Regions from separate parts of the Canis lupus genome. Here region 2 is linked to region 1. A link is a contact called in public Hi-C data. All regions are on one chromosome and are shown on one strand. Each heading gives the region's core, a stretch centred on a gene start, on an enhancer-like site or on the middle of the called end of the contact. The rest is flanking DNA. Distances are from core to core; before and after follow the strand shown. Region 1 overlaps LOC111092205 (a long non-coding RNA gene). Region 2 has its middle 120 kb from the start of BCAS1.

Region 1 (2,992 bases), core at 210-2,709:
TAGTTTGCAGTATTGTCTCCTTTTATTCAAATTAAATATTAACTTTTATGACTAACCTGTGCTCTTTTTATTAAGGAAAGCCCCCAAACTGTAAGATCTTCAAGGCCTACAGACTGGAACCAACTCTAATTAAGCACCTACTGCATGAGCCAAGCACATCTTGATGCTAGAAATAGAGCATTGAACAGAACAGACAGTGGTTAAAAAAAAAAAAAAAAAAAAGAACAGACAGTGGTGGTTTTAAAATATGCCCATGAATTCCATGAATCCATTGATACTCCCCTCCTTCAAAAGGCAGAGGCTGTTTGCTTTCCCTTTGAGTGTAGGCTGGACCTGGGACTTGTTTCTGGGGAGTAGAATATTCTGCAAGTGACATTGGGTGGCATTTAAGACTAGTCATAAAATACAATGCTGTTCGCCTCTTGTTCCTTGTGTCTGGAAGCCAGCTGCCTTGTTGTGAGAACGCTCCCGCAGAATTAGGGGAAGGCCCACACAGTGAGGAATGAAGGCCTCCGGCTCATAACCATGCAAGGACGCCGTCTTAGAAGAAGAGTCTCCAACTGCATGTACTCAAGCCTGGAGATTCAGCCAACATCTTGGCTGCTCGTAAGGCCCTGAGCCAGAACCATCCATTCAAACCCGCTATCCACGATTTCCCAACCTCAGTAACCAGATGAGGTAAGAAATATGTGTTAAGTCGTTACATTTTGGGGCAATTTGTTACACAGCGAGCAATCACTAACACACCGACAAAAGTCTTGGCTTTAGGACTCTGACGTTCTGATGTTTATTTAATAGGCATTGAATAAATGTTTTTTGAGAGAATGATGAATGATGGTAAGCTAGGGAAATGCATCCAATTATCATTAACTGTTCATTCACTTATCAAATATTTACTGAGCAGCCTCCTACGTTCATCCATGTTCTAGGCAGCAAGCTAGGATAATAAGAAAGATGTAACAACCCTCCCCTTGTGGAGCTTCCAGTCTGGTAGAAAAAGCAAGTTTTTGCCATGTGTCTGACACTCCCTGCAGGACCCTGAAATCAAGTTTCCCTGTCCCAGATGTGTGCATCACCTCATTCATTCCTCACGCTGGCCCCTCCCTCTCGCCCACATCCATGCTACAGCCTTCCCCAGGCTCCCTTGCCACTTGGCAATATGACACAATTCAAGCCAGTGCAGCACAGGCAGGAGATTGGTGGGCAGGGTTTGGTGTCTTAGGAAAGAAAAGATGTCCCTAGGTCCTGTGTCAGGAGGGTGCTGTGGGCGACACATCCTACAAGCATCAAGAAGAGTTGAGAGAAGGGCTCCTGGGTGGCTCAGTCAGTGCAGCACCTGCTTTTGGCTCAGGTCGTGCCCTTCGGATCCTGTGATCCAGGCCTGCCTCAGGCTCCCTGCTCAGGGGGAAGTCTGCTCCTTCCTCTCCCTCTGCCCCTCCTCCTACTTCGTGCTTTCTCTCTGGCGCCCTCTCTCTGTCTCAAATAAATAAAATCTTAAAAAAGAAAAAAGAGGAAGAAGGGCTGAGAGAGAGCTGCAAAGCTCTGACATTCTTAAGCCACCGAAACATTATAGTAACTGCCTGCCTCTGGATTTCCTTTTAAGCGAGAGAAAAAAATAATAACCTGTTCGTTGAAGTCTCTGTTGGGTTATTGTTGTTGCTACTTACAGCTAGGAGCATTCCCGAGTGACTTGATGGAATTGAAGTGGAGAACCAAGGTCACAAAGGCGATGAACGGAGCAATCAGAAATCAAAACCAGATCTTATGAAGCCCCGAATCTCTATCTAATCATGATGCTATATTGTCATTGTGGTTTCCACAAGCGAGAAGGAAAAAATAAAATAAAATAAAACCACTACAGCAGATGTATTTATCTCATTTCCCTGATTTTATCCGGAGTAACAAGGCTTTCTGATGTCATCTCAAACCATAGGACATTAAATCTGCATTCCAGGTTTAACAAATACTTAATTGCAAATTTAGGGGAGGTCATGGAAAGTACTAAGGACTTCCTTAATATTGATGATGTTGTTGGAAATGTGCTAACCATGGATCCAGCGTTGAGAAGAGTTGGTAAAGACAGATCCCGTTCCTTGAGGGTCCCTTCAGTAAAATATTCATGGGGCACTTACAATGTGCCCCGTGATTTAGTCCCATGATCTCACCGGGTGTCTCTGTCACCCAGCAAGTTGAGCCCATGCACCCCACTTTACAGTTCAGAGGGGGTCAGCAGCTTGTGCAGGGTGATCTGGTGTGTGAGCAGCTCAGGATTGAGCCCTGCCCCGGTCCGGAGCCTGGGCCGTCGACTGTCGGGACGGAGGGTAATACCATGTGTCTGTATGTGAGAGTAGAATAAGTGAGCCTGGGTTTGGCAGCAGTTGTGACAGTTTATACATGAAGGAATAAAGTTTGGGAAATGCTCTGGCAGAGGATATTGGAGTGAAAATAAACATGGGTCAGTTCCTGCTCCAGCCCCATCTGGCTGTGCTGTTAGGCAAGTCTCACGATCTCCGGGAGCCTCAGTTTCTTCTCTGTGAAATGGATATCCACTGACACCCACCTCACAGTTGTTCTGAGGACTCAGGGGGGCAGAGCCGCGGGACCGGAGGCAGGCTGTGCAGCCAGTCCTCAAAAAACATTAATGGCAACCATTTTAGTTATTGTTGCGCGCTTCCTGTACGCAAGGGAGACAGCTTCATTGTTTTGATCCGGGTATTTCTCAACCATTCTGTACATGCTTTGTGTTGAAAGGAGAAATATGTAGTCATCCAGAGAGCAAATAACCTCTGCAAAAGCCATGTCCCGAATTTTGCTAAAAAACAATCCATCAGTCTTCCCTGCCTGTGGCATGGCACAGATGCAAAGAGCACAGTGAGGGCCGCAGGGAGGGGCAATGGAGGGTCTTGCCTCCCTGGCTTGCAGCTTCCTCTTGCCCCCCAACACCCTACCCCTGCCACTTCTTTCCTTCTTATTCCCATTAACCCGGTTCTCC
Region 2 (3,190 bases), core at 222-2,721, 44 kb before region 1:
AGTGAGCGGCTCGCTTGCAGGCAGGTCCAGGGCGGTTCCGGCGGGCGCGGCCTGAAGGGGCCCGGAGGGGTCAGGGGGTGGGGGCAGGTGCCCTGGAGGATGCCCGTCCCGGCAGGAGGGGCCCCTGGGGCTTCCCGGGAGCCCCGCCCCCCCGCGCCCCGCCCCCCCCCGCCTCGCCCGGCAGAGGGCGCCCGAGCCCAACGCTCCGGGCGGGGAGCTTTGCACGCTCCCGGGCACCTCTTTTTTGCTTCCAGTGATACGTGTGTGTGTGTGTGTGTGTGTGTGTGTGTGCAGCAATCGGAGGTGCAGCTGATACAGGTCACCTTAGGGCTACGTCGTCAAAGCTGGGAGGTGGACCCCGCGCCCCGGGACAGTCGGCGGCGGCCCGCGTCCACACGGGCAGGCACCATTTTGCAGAAGTCTCCAGAAGTGGAGGGGGGGGGGGTGTCTACACCGTGTGGGATCCGATCCGATCCGTGCCGCCCGGAGGGTCGGGCCTGCCCTGCCGGAGGGGCCGCCCCGGGAAGCGCCGCGATCGTGGCCTTGCTCCGTGCGCGGCTCTGGACACCGGCTTGCAGCTCAGACACCTGCCCCGCAGCCGCAGGGTGGTGGCCGCCAAGGGGTGTCTGCGGGGACCAGAGGTGACCTCGCACCCCGGGCTCAGCTGCCCGCGCCTCCCACCAGGCAACACCCCATGCCTAACCCCCTTCTCTCTCTGTCTCTCGCCCCTTCCTCCCCATCCTCCTCCCCCTCCCCTCTTATTTCCCCTCCTCCTCCCCCTCCTCCTCTTCCTCCTCCTCCCCTCCTCCTCCCCCTCCCCTCCCCTCCTATTTCCCCTCCTCCCCCTCTTCCTCCTCCTCTTCCTCCTCCCTCTCCCCTCCTCCTCCTCCCCCTCCCCTCCTCCTCCTGCCACAGTCCCTGCCCCTACGGAAGGGGGCTGAAGTCCCAGCTGATTGGATTCCCCGCTCTTGGCTCCTCAACGCCGCTAATTCATTACTGAGCATAGTTTTTTATTTGTTTTTATGTATCCAAGGGGCGAGGTGCTGAGGCACTGTTAGCAGCTTGGGTTATTTCCTTTGCCTGTTGGGGTGCACTGAACACTGTTTACGAGATCCAAAAGCCCATTTCTAAATGGGTGTTCATGGCTCTTCTTAAGATGTTCAAGAAACCTTATGAATGGGGTGTCTAATGGCAAACACCTAGTATCACTCCACTCTATGTTTTGGGAAAGAGACCAGCATGTGCTGCCGTCTGGGCTCTGGTGGCGGTGACGCAGTGGGGGGGATTTGTCTCGGGCACCTTCATTGTCCTTTTCTGTGTAATAACCACACTTTCTTTAATGGATAAATAAGACAAGGCGTGTCGTGTAGAAGGCTTAGCGAAGGCACACGGCACAGGTTCAGTGAACACCAGCTGTACTATTTTATCCTCTCTTTGCCACAAGCTCCCTCGAGGAGGCCTGGAGCTCAGCCTCTCCTTATCAGTGCTTGCTGGAGGGAGCTTTGTATTTCCTGAGCCAGGGAATCCTGTGGAAGAGGGTTGGCCTCACCTCACCTGTGACTTCCTCTCTGTGATTTTTGTAAGTCGTTGTTTTGTAACTCGGTGTCTCTCTGAATGGAACACGCCCTTTTCCTTACCACCTCTTGTGAATCTGTTGATGAAATACACTCAATGTGCCTTTATGGAGCCCTTGTGATGAGCCAAGGACTGGGGAGAAACACTTGGCAACCTCCACCCCACCCCACACACATCCCAGGGTGCCTAGGCAGCAGCGTGTGCCTAAGTACCAGCCATACCCATCCCACCCCACACACTCCTCAGAGTGTCCTGATGGATGACAAATAAGGTCACTCTACAGAAAACATAGCAGACTTGAATAAGTTCAAAGCCAGGGGTAAGAGGTAAAGATACATAAATAGATGATAGATGAACAGATGATAGATAAATACATGGATGGATGAGCAGACGGTTAGACAGATGGATGGCTGGGTGGATGGATGGGTAGATGGGTAGATCGATGAGTGGATGGATGGATGGATGGATGGATGGATGGATGGATGGATGGGTAGATGGGTGGATGGATGAGTGGATGGATGGATGGATGGATACAGTTAGAAAAACAGAAGATGAAGAGAATCTTCCCTTCTTCATCTGGAAAACAAGGGTCACCAAGTAATCCCTTCCTCCGGGGCTGCGGAGCTGACTATGTGGCAGGTGTGTTAGCCCTGCTGCGTGGACAAGTCAGCATAAGGTTTCTCCACAGGTGACTACTAGTCTCACGGTTGAGGTGAGGCACTAGCAAAGAAGGGCTTTACCTCCCCAAGAAAGAAAGAAAACATCTCCAAAGAAAATAACTTAATCGTAGCATATAATGTTGTGTGTCATTTCAAAAGCTATAGTTTCATTTTATGGTTTAATACTTTTTTTTTCTTGTGAACATCATTGCGGCTAGAGAGGGGACCCCACCGGGACATTAGGGCCTCTCAGATGGTCTTGCAGGTTGTTCCCATCAGGTAGGTATTAGAATACGTGTCACCTAATGTGCTAAGCTTCACACAGCAGGCCAGGTGGTGAGGGCTGGGATGGAGGGTATACACCATGGGACAGGGACAAAGATGATGGAGCATGGACTTCTGCCTAAATTGGGGGACAGGGGGTGGAGGAGACAGAGCACAGGAAGTGGCCCTGCCAGGAAGGGCCCAAACATCCTGCCCATGTCCTGCTCACACACGACCCAAACAGAGCAGATGTGGCAGTGGCCAAAGGAGGCAGTTGTTATTTGAGAAACATCCATATCTCCTGCTCCAACAGCTTCCCAAATGTCTTCTCAAATTTGACACAGGCTTCTAAAAATGGCATCAATGACCCCCCACTGCAGAGGGCTATGGCAGGCTAGGCAGTTGAGTCCTGAGGCAACACGGCAGGGCCGGCCCCCCTGTCCCACTCGTGCCCCACTGAGGAGGAAGCTGGAGCCTGGGGACACAGTGATTATGACATCTCATAGTCCCAGGCCAGAGCTCCAGAGTTTGAGCTCTCCCTCTGTAAGGCTTTCCTGCCTTTGATAACTTTCAATCACAGGTCAACTTACCAGGTCTTTATAGCTGAGATTTGTCTTACCTGCTTCTTTTTTTGTTTTTTTTAAGATTATTTATTTGTTTATTCATGAGAGACACAGAGAGAGAGAGAGAGA

The links. Hi-C and Micro-C count contacts between places; a contact is called where the count stands out from the background.
Region 2: a Hi-C map of blood shows a contact between it and region 1, with 2.9 times the contacts expected there. The contact joins two enhancer-like sites. A contact is called at or near these places in 4 of 9 Hi-C or Micro-C datasets (amygdala and blood).

What each region holds. Positions count from the first base shown.
Region 1 is chr24:40,300,463-40,303,454 of UU_Cfam_GSD_1.0, reverse strand. It overlaps LOC111092205 (a long non-coding RNA gene), which reads right to left. Exons shown (of 5, transcript XR_005377997.1): 5 at 1,870-2,737. Among named protein-coding and RNA genes, the nearest start is that of BCAS1, 160 kb to the left of the region's middle. Within about 2 kb of position 1,459, at least 6 of the 20 cell types and tissues checked have an H3K27ac peak or open chromatin away from gene starts, as enhancers often do. A contact at or near this core is called in blood, where this site is marked.
Region 2 is chr24:40,344,677-40,347,866 of UU_Cfam_GSD_1.0, reverse strand. No RefSeq gene overlaps it. Among named protein-coding and RNA genes, the nearest start is that of BCAS1, 120 kb to the left of the region's middle. Within about 2 kb of position 1,471, at least 10 of the 20 cell types and tissues checked have an H3K27ac peak or open chromatin away from gene starts, as enhancers often do. A contact at or near this core is called in blood, where this site is marked.